Linked DNA regions of Ovis aries: region 1 is linked to region 2. The links are chromatin contacts, called in public Hi-C maps. All regions are on one chromosome and are shown on one strand. Each heading gives the region's core, a stretch centred on a gene start, on an enhancer-like site or on the middle of the called end of the contact. The rest is flanking DNA. Distances are from core to core; before and after follow the strand shown.

Evidence for each region. Hi-C and Micro-C count contacts between places; a contact is called where the count stands out from the background.
Region 1: a Hi-C map of tail adipose tissue shows a contact between it and region 2, with 4 times the contacts expected there. The contact joins two enhancer-like sites. A contact is called at or near these places in 12 of 16 Hi-C or Micro-C datasets (blood, hypothalamus, liver and 7 more).

What each region holds. Positions count from the first base shown.
Region 1 is chr6:98,278,172-98,285,358 of ARS-UI_Ramb_v3.0, reverse strand. All of the region lies in intron 1 of SCD5 (stearoyl-CoA desaturase 5), which reads left to right. Among named protein-coding and RNA genes, the nearest start is that of TRNAG-CCC, 14 kb to the left of the region's middle. Within about 2 kb of position 3,963, at least 7 of the 54 cell types and tissues checked have an H3K27ac peak or open chromatin away from gene starts, as enhancers often do.
Region 2 is chr6:97,972,556-97,978,948 of ARS-UI_Ramb_v3.0, reverse strand. No RefSeq gene overlaps it. Among named protein-coding and RNA genes, the nearest start is that of HNRNPDL, 47 kb to the right of the region's middle. Within about 2 kb of position 4,823, at least 6 of the 54 cell types and tissues checked have an H3K27ac peak or open chromatin away from gene starts, as enhancers often do.

The DNA of each region.
Region 1 (7,187 bases), core at 2,714-5,213, 310 kb before region 2:
TCTTCTTCTGCACCATAGTTTGAAAGCATCAGTTCTTCAGCACCCAGTCTTTTTTATGGTCCAACTCGCACATCTGTACATGATTACTGGAAGAACCATAGCTTTGACTACATGAACTTTTGTTGGCAAAGTGATGTCTCTGCTTTTTAAAACGCTGTCTAGATTAGTCATAGCTTTTCTTCCAAGGAGCAAGCGTCTTTTAATTTCATGGTTTCAGTCACTGTTCGCAGTGATTTTGGAGCCCAGAAAATAAAGTCTGTCACTGTTTCAACTTTTTCCCCATCTAGTTGCCTTGAAGTGATGGGACGGGATGCCATGATCTTCGTCTTTTGAAGGTTGAATTTTAAGCCAGCTTTTTCACTCTCCTCTTTCACCCTCATCAAGAAGCTCTTTAATTCCTCTTTGCTTTCTGCCATAAGGTTATTATGAGGCAGATGTTTGTTGATGTATATCTGAGGTTGTTGATGTTTCTGGGCATAAGAAGGTGCATCTATATTCCAGGAGATCTCTTTTGTTTTCTTTCTAAGATCCTATCAGTTCAGTGCACATCTCCACTTTCTTGCTGCTGAGGTCTTTCGGCTTCTGTAGGTGGGCCTATGAGACAGAAGCCAAGCTGATCCCACCCCAGCTTTCTCTTCGGAGTGATCACAGTTGGTCCACAAGACACACATCAGCCAGGAAACCCCGAAAGAGCATATGGCCCCCCCACACCTCTGCCTTACTGCCACAGCCCTCTCTTTATATAGAAAGCATGAATCCAGGGCCCACCGTGTGTGCTGTTTGCCAGCTCTACAGTAAGTCCCCTATATACAAACCTTTACGTTACAAACTTTCAAAGATGTGAAAGTGCATCTGATTCCAGCAAGGAACCAAAACCTGTGCCATCAGCGTCAGACGTGAGTGATACTGCAGCTTGCCCTTCATCTCCTATTGCTGACAATCCTTCAGCTCTACCATCTCCCACCTCCTCTCCTCCACTCAGTAATTCTCCTTGTCTGTTCACTCGATGTCAGCCGCTGTATGCCAGCTGTTGTACCGGACTACTGTACTTTGCAAGGCACTGTACTGTAAGATTCAAAATATTTTCTTTATTTTTTGTTTGTTTTTTTTTTATGTATTATTTCTGTGAGAAGTATTATAAACCTATTACAGTACAGTGTTACATGGCCTACTATGTCAGTTGGTACTTAAGCTAACGTTGGATTTATGAACAAATTGGATTTACGAATGAGCTCTCAGCGTGCTGCTGCATATGAAGCAGACTTACTGAATTTCAAATTTCTCCAAGGGGTCCACGTAAGCCCACTTCACTGGGCTTGAGATGAAGGAGTCACGGCTCTCTGCCCTCTTTCCTTGGGAGTATTCAGCTCACAGCTCATTCACATTTCCTTCTAAGTCTTTGCTATTCTTCATCTGAATGGGGCGTTCGGGAATGGTGGAGCCAGGTCTTGATAATTTCCTTTGTGAATTCTGTGTAAGGGGTTTGTTTCCCATTCACGTGGGTATCTGATATCTATCATATTGGTGCCTCGGGCAAAAGAAATGCAGAAAGAATCCCATTCTGGTATCTTATTCCAAAAACCACAGAGAAACAATAGAAGTGTACATGTTGGTTATTTCTTGCTGCCGAAACACCCCGAAACTGAGCAGCTTTAAATAAGAGCGATGCGTCCTTTCTCCTGCTTCTGGGCTGGCTGGCCTGCTTCTCTGTTGGTCTCACCTGGGCTGGATGGGTTCATCACTCACGCTCACACAGTGGGCACTGGGCGCTGACTGCTGGCTGGACGCCTCGGATCTCTTTCTCAGGACCTCTCATTCTCTGTTAGGCTAAACCAGCTTCCTTCCATGGTGATCCAGGCAATGTTTCAGGGAAGCAAAGCAGAAACTATACTGTCTCCTAGGCTGTGGAAGTCACACAGCATCTTTCTATAGGCCAAAGCGAAATTAATTACAAGGCTAGTCTAGATTCAAGAGGTGGGAAAAAGACTCTACCTTCAGCATTTCCAGTTTGGGGCTCTCCCTAGTTCACTGTAGAAAACCCACCTCTGTCAGCTCTTGCTCTAAACTTTTTCCTGAGCAGACGTGGAGTTAGGGGAGGAAGAAAAATGAATTTATATTGGTTTTAGTCGGCTTACATTCGGAAGAATAGAAAGGAAGAGAAAAGATCCAGAAGATGGGAGAAGAAGCAGAGTCACTGCAGCTGACTTTGGGCAAGCATTCATGGGGGGGAATGGACCACAGGTGGGGAACTGGGAGAACAGGCTAAACTTCCGATCATGAAGATGAGAGCAGGTCAACATCTCTGTGAATTGGGCAAATGAGACCTTCGGACCTGGGAAATCCCATGGACAGAGGAGCCTGGCGGACTATAGTCCATGGGGTCGCAAAGAGTCGGACATGACTTAGAGACTAAACAACAACACCTAAGACCTTCTGGAGCCTATTATGAAATAGACTTCAGCACAGATTGAGTTCTCCTTGGGGCCTGGCCTGAGTGGACACCATAGGATGCTATCTTGATACTGGCTCTTTGATGCCCAAACCCTGTTCTTTCCACCTGTCCCCTTGGATGCAACCCGCCCCCCCCCCTCCACTCCACCCTTTCTCTCCTCTGATCTTGTGCTCACAGGAGGAGGTGAACATCAATAAAGAGGGGTACAGGGTGGTAGCAACACAGCTCTGTCTTCACATGGGGTTTCAGGACCAGGTGAGTGGGAGGAGCAAGGCAACTGAGGCATGATTAAGTCCATTGCTCTGCTCTACTGTGGGCTGCAGATTCGAGGCTCGGAGGTTGTCGTTTTAAAAAAGAAAATCTCTAAAGCCTTTAGAAATGGTTTGGACTTCCCCAGCGGCTCAGAGGGTAAAGAATCTGCCTGAAATGCAGGAGATACAAGAGATGTCAGTTCGATCTCTGGGTCGAGAAGATTCCCTAGAAGAGCAAACAGCAGCCCACTCCAGTATTCTTGCCTGAAAAATCCCGTGGACAGAGGAGCCTAGCAAATTACAATCCAAAGGGTTGCAAAGAGTTGGATACAATTGAGCAATTAAGTACCTCTCACCTCAAGAAATGGTTTTTAAATGGTCTTTTAAAAAATATGTGAATACTTTATGTGTGTTTATCTAGAGTGTAAGGTGAAAGGGCCCACGATCCCCATCAGATGCCCGCATGAGGAAGGGAGCTCAGGCGGGAGACCTTGGAAGGGCAGGTTGCCTTGCTGAAAAATGAAGTGCCTGGGGCTTGTTTTCAGCCTGGAAGGTGAGCAGGCTCAGAGGACAGACTGTTGAAGCTGACAAGCACAGCTTAGGGGGAAGCTCAGAATCTTTACTTGCCTGATATTTTAAACCAGCACACACAAAATCTATAAAGGAATTTTCCACTTTCAGAGAATAGATGTATACCTACCTTGGAGAGAATATTTTTTTCTTTTTTTTTTTTTTTTTTTAAGTTTTGTGACTTGTGGCTTTTTGTTATCAACAAGGCTGAGCACAAGACTTTCCAGCTGCCCCACCCCCACCATCTGCTCGGGCTGCTGTGCAGTGTGTCCAACCCTTTGCAACCCCATGCACTGTAGCCCGCCAGGCTCCCCTGTCCATGGGATTTTTCAGGCAAGAATAACGGAGTGGGTTGCCATTCCTTTCCCCAGGGGATCTTCCCGGCCCAGGAATCGAACCCACGTCTCCTGCATTGCAGGTGGATTCTTTACCGCTGAGCCACTGGGGAGGCCCTCCACCCATCTGACTCCCACCTAAATGATTCTGTAATCATTGAAACCTTTGCCCATCTGATTTCCAAGCACGTTTGTTTCATCGGAACACAGGGCAGTTTAGAGAGGGGAGGAAGAGAGGGGGGATGAGCTGAGGGCAAGTCTGAACCACTTTCCCCCTTGCTGCCCTTTCCCACCGTCCTCCCAGCTCCCGCAGCTCCAAGGCAGAACCAGCAGGCAGAGTGTGTGACCACGGCCTCACTGCCCAGAGGCTGCCGGTAGGGGGTGCTGTGTCCACACCTCCGGGCACCACCAGTGCGATGACACTCCCAGGCAACATAAATCGTTAGACATTTAAAGCTGGCGGGGATGTTTCCTTTTGGCCATGAGGAACCTGTGGTCCAGAGAGGGGAGTTCGTGGTGGGAGTAGGGCTGAAAGACAAGCCTCTTGACTTCCGTGCTGGGGTCCCCACCCTCCATCTTCCTCCTTCACACATTCTCACCCCCAACCCCTCGCGTGATGTCAGGGATCTTGGCAATGTTGAGAGGAAGATGGCTTGCATGTGGAACTGTTAGAAAAGAACAGAAGATGGCAAGGTGCTTCCCGTGGTTGGCCTGGGAAATCAGTCTGGGGCTTTTGCATTTGACCTCGCAGGAACAGTCATTTGGAAAGTAAGAGGGATTGCGTTAAATTGCTTTTTTTTTTTTCTTTTTGTAGTCAAACCTCAGACTTGTGGGAAAAGTTACAATTGATTACAAATCATCAAAAAGTGACAATACCTTGAGAGGAGATATGTTACCATGTCTATTCCCAGTTGTTATTACTAATACTTAGTGGGTGATATTGGCTAAGTTTGTAAATTTCACTTTGTCTCATCTGTAAAATGGGTAAAATAATGTTGGTGAAGATTCAATGAGATAGGCACATAACTGCTCATCTCAGCTCATGGCTGATTCTAGGCACTCACTAATTATTGTTGTGCGAACAGCACAATTATAATTGCACACAATTACTGCAGCAGCAATAATAATAACAAGAGCATCTTTTTGTCATCTGTAACTTGGGCCCTCAGTGTAGCTAATTCAGTGGAGAAATGCCCCTGCCGCTCACCAGTTGGGTAGACAGGTCTCCAGAGTAGCGTCTCTGTCATCTCCTTGGGGTATCTCCACAGACCAAAGTGGCTGGGAGTTGGTGAGGCTGAGGGAGGAGCTGTGGAGGGGCAGAAGTGATGAGTGGGTGGCCTTATAGTAACATTTGTAAGTCAGAAAGAATTGAGTGAGGAAACGTGCTGGGGTGCAGTCTTCCCCAACTGGGGATCCTTCATATAAGTAAGGAGAAAAAAAGTCAAGAAATGACTTTTTTAAAAAGAAATCTTTTGGCTTTTTTTATCAAGTAATTTGATAAATGTTTAGCGTTTCTTATACAGAGGAGCCTGGTGGGCTACAGTCCGTGGGGTCATAAGAGTCAGACACAACCTAGTGATTAAATCATACAGTTTTTAATTTTTATTGTGCTTGTTTTACCATCTTTAGTGATGCCCACGAAAGGGAGATACATTTCTAGATAGTGGGTATTCTTTGAGCTAATTAAATTGATCTTATGTCCATTCTATAATGTGTTTCAGATACTTAAATTTAAAAATTTAACAATTGAGATATAATTAACATAGAACATTGTATTAGTTTTATATACAACATAATGATTTGATGTACGTGCTCTGAGTGCCTAACTGCTTAGTCGTGTCTGACTGTTTGTGACCCCATGGACTGTAGCCCCACCAGGCTCCTCTGTCCATGGAATTTTCCAGGCAAGAATACTGGAGTAGGTTGCCATTTCCGCCTCCAGGGACTCTTCCTCACCCAGGGATGGAACCTGCATCTCTTGAGTCTCCGGCATTGGCAAGCAGATTTTTTTTTACCACTGCGTCAATGATTTGATATACATAGAGCTCAAGGATCATCACAGGAGGTCTAGCTAACATCCATCACCACACATAGCTACAGTTTTGTTTTCTTGTGATGAGAACTTCCACTCTCTTAGCAACTTTCAAAGATATGTAAGATAGTATTATTAACCGTTTACTATCCCAACTCTCAAATACGTTCTGCTTTCATTTGTTTCATTTCATCTTGTCCACGACCTTGTTTTCCTGTTCAGCCCTCCCGCTACCAGAGACCACATCTTGACTGTGGTTCCTTCTTCTCTTTGCAGAGTCTGACCCAGTAGGTGTAGAATGCGTGGAGACCACAGTATGTAAATGCTACCTTGGCGGAAAGGCACAGTTATTAGTCAGGGATGGCCAGGAAGGCAAGCATGAAAATAGCACCCTTGATTTCTTTTTTCCAGTAGCACATGATACAACATTGAATAATTGCTGGCTATATTTGACAGATCGGGAATACAGTTCATTAGGGAGCTAGGGGACTCAAAAAGCAGGCTGCCTTCAGGAAAATTTATGAGGGGATTACTGTGTGCAGCCACCAGTAAATAGGGCGCTGGGAATCTGAGCTGAATTGATGATCTTCTGCCTGAGTGGGACCTGTGTCCACCAAGCAAAACTTTCTTGAGTCAAAGTGACTTAGGGGAGAAATTGTGATTAAAAAAAAGGAAGGATGGAAAAAAAAAAGGAACATTCAGAATCTCTAGGGAATGGAACCACATCTGTAAGAGCAATGTTGTTTTTACTACCTTCATGGTCAAGAATATCAGAATGCGTGATTCACACAAGAACACAAATCCTTGCAAAAGGATGCAGCCTCCCTTGTAATCGTGGGAACTTAAAGCACAAAATTATACACTGCCAGCAAAGCTGGTAAAAGTCCATTATAATTACAAAATCAAAATCTGGCGAGGCTTTGGAGAAAGCTGCATCCTCATACTGACATCAATTAGTACAATATTTCTGGAAAGCAACATGGCAAAGTGTAGTGAGCCATGGACGATCACATCCTTTGGCCTGGTAAACATGTGTTTGAAACCATATCCTGGAGAAACAACTCAAAAGAAGAAAAAATAAGAGGAAAAAAACAGAAAGAAAGAAAAAACAATACCTAGAAATTTTAAATAAAAACAAACTATTGTATAGAAATGAAATTTAATATTACTATTAAGGATAGTAAGTTTGCCTATTATAAAAGCAAATGGAAAAGTTGATATAAAATAATGCCAAGTGAAAAATGTGCTCTGCTTTGTTGCTCAGTTGTGTCTGACTCTTTGCGACTCCATGAACTGGCTCCTATCTCCATGTGATTCTTCAGGCAAGAACACTGGAGTGAGTTGCCATTTTCCTCTCCAGGGGATCCTCCTGACCCAGGGATGGATCACTGGGTCTCCTGCCTTGCAGGCAAATTCTTTGCCATCTCAGCCATTAGGCAAGTCCAAGTGAAAACAGCCTGAGCTCAGATTTTTTGAATATTGACTATAGATATGTAAAAAAAAAATTCTCCAACAACACTAAAGCTAAGAAGAGATCATTCGGTTTT
Region 2 (6,393 bases), core at 3,574-6,073:
TAGGAACCAAGTGGATCCAGGGATTAGAAGCGCTCCTGAGATTTCCCCAGGAGTCTAGTTATGGTTCCAAGCTTCTACTGCATGGGGTCCAGTTTCCATCCCTGGCCAAGGAGCTAAAATCCCACAGGGTACAACAACAACAAAAAATAAATAAATTTTTGTCTTTAACTTAAATTAAAAAAAAAAAAAAAAAAGAAGTACTCCGGAGACTACCCACTGATTTGCTTCTCAAATAGCCCTGGAGGCGCTTTCTCAAAATACAGCAAACTTCCACATACTGTCTATTAGTATTATCATCACTTGCCCCTGGAAAGCTTTAAACCCTACCCTTTTCTAGTATGAAACCTGAGAGCACGATGCCTACTATTACTGGGTGTCTATTTCCATCTCATTGCATTGTATTCTGTAGGTAACAATGAACTCCTGGAATTTCAAGCACAGGCTGTTAGGAATGGAAAGAACAAATTTGTGAGGCGCTGTGAAAAAGACAGTGGGTGTGATTTGTTACTCCAGAAGGGTGAAGTGTTAGTCGCTCAGTTGTGTCTGATTCTTTGTGGCCCCACCAGGCTTTTCTGTCCATGGGAGTCTCCAGGCAAGAATACTGGAGTGGGTTGCCATTCCCCTCTCCAGGGGATCTTCCTGACCCAGGGATTAAACCCGGGTCTCCTGCGCTGCAGGCAGATTATTTACCATCTGAGGCACCAGGAAAGCCCCAGGAGGGTGAAGGGAAAGGAAAAAACAAAGACATTCTGAGGTTTCAAGCCTGGATGATTGGGGAGGTGGGGACACTGCGAAATGGAGGAAGACAAGAGGCCGCTGTTTGGAGGGAGGAAAAGGGAGCCTGTGATACAATCCTGCTGGTCATCCCCTCCCCCCAACCTCCCCAACCCCCTACACTTTTGAACACGGGCCCTTTAAATCCATTGCACTGAAAGGGACAAGTTGTCTGTCCACTGCTTGACACCGTATGACTCACTTGGCAACTTTCCAGTTCCTGTGGCTGCCTAGCAAATTACCGCAAAATGTAGTGGCATAAAAACAACTGTGTATTATGCTCACCGATTCTGCGGGTCAAGAATTCAGACAGCGCACAGCAGGGACAGCTCATTTCTGCTCCATGAGGTCTGAGGTCTCAGCTGGAAGCCTTGAGGGCTGAAGGCTCAAAGCCTCTGAAGGCTGGTTTATTCATATGTCTGCAGATTGAGGCTGGCTGTCGGCTTGGGACCTTTTTTTGAAAATATTTACTTGGCTGAACTGGGTCTTAGTTTATTTATTATTATTTATTTATTTATTTGGGCTTCCCTGTTGGCTCAGAAGGTAAAGAATCTGCTTACAATTCGGGAGACCCAGCTTTGATCCCTGGGTCTGGAACATCCCCTGGAGAAGGGAATGGCAACCCACTCCAGTATTCTTGCCTAGAGAATCCCATGGACAGAGGAGCCTGGTGGGCTATAGTTCATGGGATCACAAAGAGTGACTAACACTTTCACTTTCTTTGACATGAAGGATCTTTAGTTGTGGTATGTGAATTCTTAGTTGCAGCATATGGGATCTAGTTCCCTGACCAGGGATTGAACCCAGGCCCCCTGTATTAAGAGCTTGGAGTCTTAGCCACTGGGCCACCAGGGCAGTCCCAGCTTGGGGCCTCCTTTCCTCTCCCCAGGGGCCTCTCCACCTGGGCTAATTTGGGCTCTCACAGCATGGTAGCTGGTTCCCCAAGGCAAGTGTCCAACCCCTAGCTCCTGAAAAAAGTCTATAGAGGCTGTATCCTTCTCACAGTCTAGCCTGGAAAGTCCGAGTGTCACCTCTGTGGGCCTCTTTCGGTTGGAGCTGTCATAAGCTCCCACCCAGACTCAAGGACGGAACAAAGGTCGCCACCTTCTTGGTGGGAGGAGTGTCAACGTCATATTGTTGAAGAGCACGGTGGAGCAACAGCAGTGAGAATGAAAGGGTAAGGGAAGGCTTCCTGGAGCAACCAAATAGTGTGTCTGACTCCAGACCAGAAGGTTGTATGTTTACATCATGCTGGGGTCAAAGTGTTAGTGTTGGTATGACAGTATGGGGCTTCCATGATGGTTCAGATGGTAAAGAATCTGCCTGCAATGTGGGAAGACCCAGGTTCGATCCCTGGGTCGGGAAGATACCCCAGAGAAGGGCATGGCAACCCACTCCAGTATTCTTGCCTGGAGAATCCCATGGACAGAGGAGCCTAGTGGGCTACAGTCTATGGGGTCACAAAGAGTCAGACATGACTGAGCAACTAACACACAAGGAACCTCAAAAGTCTTTCCCTCCAAGGGATTTCCCTGGTGGTCCAGTGGCTAAGATTCCAAGCATGCAGTGCAGGGGTCCCAGGTTCGATCCCTCCTCAGAGATCTAGATCCCTCATGCTGCAACTAAGAATTCACGTGCCTCAACTAAGAATTCACATGCCGCAACTAACACCCAGTTCAGCCAAAGAAACACATTAATTACAAAACAATCCTTCCCTCCAAGGAAGCGCAAATAAACTGGCAAACCCTGTCAGAATCAACTTTTTCAAAATCCTGGAAAGTAAGTAAAACCTTGCAGCAGCCCAGAGGGAAAGGCGTAAGGCAAAAACAGCTGAATCTCAGTAAAAACAGAGAGGATGGTGGCGTTTTAACTCTCTTTGGTCCCAGCCCTGCTCCCAGGCTCAAGGGTGGCCTTGACAGTAACAGCCTATATTTCTGGTACAGGTAAGAGCAGAAAAATGGACCCCATTTGTTGAGGGTTGTGGCTGTTCGCTTTGAGCTATGTGTTAGTTCAAGCAGCAGTTAAAAAAAAAAAAAAGCATAGGCTGCTTGTTGAAGTTTATTTTTTCACAGTCTGGAGGCTGGCAAGTCCAAGATCAAGGTTCTGGACAATTCAGTTTTCGGTGAGGGCTCTCTGGGGTCTCTTCCTCCTCTTGTAAGGACATAAATCCCATTGGATTAGGGCCCCCCTGTGTGTGTGTGTGTGTGTGTGTGTGTGTGTGTGTGTGTGTGTGTGTGTCTTAGTCGCCCATTTGTGTCTGACTCTTTTCAACCCCATGGACTGTAACCCACCAGACTACTCTGTCTACGGGTTTCTCCAGGCAAGAATATTGGAGTATATAGCCATTCCCTTCTCTAGAGGATTTTCCTGACCCAGGGATCGAACCAATGTCTCCTGTATTGCAGGCAGATTCTTTACTGAATGAGCCGCTAGGGAAGCCCAGGGCCCCACCCTGATGACTTGACCTAACCTTCGGTTTCAGTTCAGTTCAGTCACTTGGTTGTGTCTGACTCTTCGCGACCCCATGAACTGCAGCACGCCAGGCCTCCCTGTCCAATGCCAACTCCCAGAGTTTACTCAAACTCATGTCCATTGAGTCAGTGATGCCATCCAGCCATCTCATCCTCTGTCGTCCCCTTCTCCTCCTGCCCCCAATCTTTTCCAGCATCAGGGTGTTTCAAATGAGTCAGTTCTTCACATCGGGTGGCCAAAGTATTAGAGTTTCAGCTTCAGCATCAGTCCTTTCAATGAATATTCAGGACTGATTTCCTTTAGGATGGACTGGTTGGATCTCTTTGCAGTACAAGGGACTCTCAAGAGTCTTCTCCAACACCCCAGTTCAAAAGCATCAATCCTTTGGCACTCAGCTTTCTTTAGAGTCCAACTCTCAAATCCATATGTGACTACTGGAAAAACCATAGCCTTGACTAGACGGACCTTTGTTGGCAAAGTAATATCTCTGCTTTTTAATATGCTGTATAGGTGACTTCCCTGGTGGCTCAGACGGTAAAGCATCTGTCTACAATGCAGGAGACCCGGGTTCGATCCCTGGGTCAGGAAGATCTCCTGGAGAAGGAAATGACAATCCACTCCAGTACTATTGCCTGGAAAATCCCATGGACAGAGAAGCCTGGTAGGCTACAGTTGATGGGGTCGCAAAGTCAGACACGACTCATAGGTTGGTCATAACTTTTCTTCCAAGGAGCAAGCATCTTTTTAAATTTCATGGCTGCAGTCAGTTACCTCCTAAAGTTCCCATCTCCAAAGGCAGTTACAATGAAAGTCAGGACTTTAACATATGAATCTGAGAGGGGTTGGGGGCAGCAGGCGGAGGGTCTGGAAACACAGTTCAGTCCATGACAACCATCTGGTGGCTTCTTGGGGGGACTGGCTCAAAGCATTCGCCTTTATCTTGCCTAACTAAGAATTCCGCCAGGGTTGAGGCAGCTACCCTACCCAAGGGCAATTGTCAAAAAATGTGCCTGGTGGTGCAGTGGATAGGAATCTGCCTTCCAATGCAGGTTTGATCCCTGGTCTGGGCAGCTTCCACATGCCCTGGAGCAATTAGGCCCCTGTGCCACAACTACTGAGCCCAAGTGCTGTAACTACTGAGGCCCCTGTGCCTAGAGTCCGTGCTCTGCAACAGAGAAGACACTGCAATGGAAGTGCACGCACGCAACAGAGTAGCCCCGGCTTGCCGCGACGAGAGAAAGTCCACACCGGAACCAACGAAGACACAGTGCAGCCAAAAATTAATAGATGAAAAACAGAAGTTTAAAGTCAGTGGATTAGGCACCGCTACCTGCAATACTGTAGAACACCTGGGACTAAGGACAGACCGACTAAAAAGCTTGAGAGGAAAGGGTGGAGAATGAGATACTTCAGCAAATAAGGGCTGTGAAGAGTGCTGACATGTTCCTGGTGTTATGGGTTGAATTGTGTTTCCCCAAAAAGATCTGTTCAAGTCCTAATCCCCAACAGCTCAGGACGTGACCTTATTTAGAAACAGAATTGTTGCAGATGCAGTCAGTTAAGATGAGGTCATCCTGGAGGAGGGTAGGCCCCTAATCCAATCTTCTGGTGAGCCTGTAAGTCAGTCTGTGAAGACGTAGACACACAGGGAGAAAGCCACTGGAGGCGGAGAGATCAGAGTGATGCCTCTACACGCCAAGTAATGCTGAGCATCGGCAGCTGTCGGGAGAAGCCAGAGACAAGGGGCAGATTCTCCTTCGGTGCCTCCAGAAGGAACCAGCTCTGCCGACACCTTCATTTCAGAGTTTTGGCATCCAGAACTGTGAGAGAATAAACTTCTGTTGCTTTAAGCCACCCCATCTGCGGTTCTTTGCAGCCCTAGGAAACTAATACAATATTGTTGTTGTTTAGTTGCTAAGTTGTGTCTGACTCTTTTGCAACCCCATGGACTGTAGCCCACCACGGGATTTCCCAGGCAAGAATACTGGAGTGGGTTGCTATTTCCTTCTCCAGGGGATCTTCCCAACGCAGGGATCGAACCCACGGCTCCTGCCATGTCCCCTGCATTGCAGGCAGATTCTTTCCCACTGAGCCATTAAGAAAAAATATATTTGTTGTTTGTAACTCCTTTTTTTTCTCTCATATCTGGTTTAAAGGACAACTGCATAAAGAAGTGATTATAAATCTGTGTTCATGGGCACACAATAAAGATGTAATTTGTGACAGCAATATGGCAGAGGGATGGCAGAGAATGGAGTTATATATGAGCAGAGCTTTATATCTATTAAAATTAAGGTAGTGCTAATTAGAAATGGATTGTTGTAAGATGTTAATTATAACCACCCAGAGAAACCACTAGGAAAATACAATAACTCAAGAACATAATGTAAAAGAAACAACAAGGGAATTAAAATGGCAACTAGAGAATACGTATTTAACACAAAGGAAGGCAATAAGGGAGGACTGAGGAACAAAAAAGATACAAGAAAGGCAGAAATGAATTTTGAAGTATATAATGCAGTACTGTTGACCATAATCACCAGTGTTACGTGTCAGACCTCCAGAACGTATTCATCTTCTAATGACAAGTTTGCACCCAATAGAAAAACGACAGAAGAAAGTCCTTCCAGTAATTACATGAAGTGTGGAGAACTGAACTCAATCAAAAAGCAGGACTGGCAGAATGGATTTTTAAAATATAACCCCACTATACATTATCTACACAAAACACATTTTCAAGGCAAAGGTAAAAACAGATCGAACATAAAAGGGTAAAAAAAGACATGCCGTGTACACAGTAACCAAAACAGGACTGCAGTGGCTATACTAAGGTCAGGTAAAGAGAGGTTCAGACAAAAACTGTTACAAGAGACAAAGATGTTTACTCCCTATAAGGAAGACCCAATCTAGCAAGAAGATTACAAACATATACAGACCTAAACCAGAGCACCAGAGCAAATGAAGCAAAAACAGACAATGAAAATAAGAAATGGTTCAACAATAACAGATGGAGAACTGAATACTGCACATTCCACAATGGAAAAAGCAACTAGAAGGCTCAATACTATACAGCAGTTAGACCCAGTGAACATCCACAGAGCACTCACTCCACCCAACAGTGGCAGAAAACAACATTCTTCAGGGCAC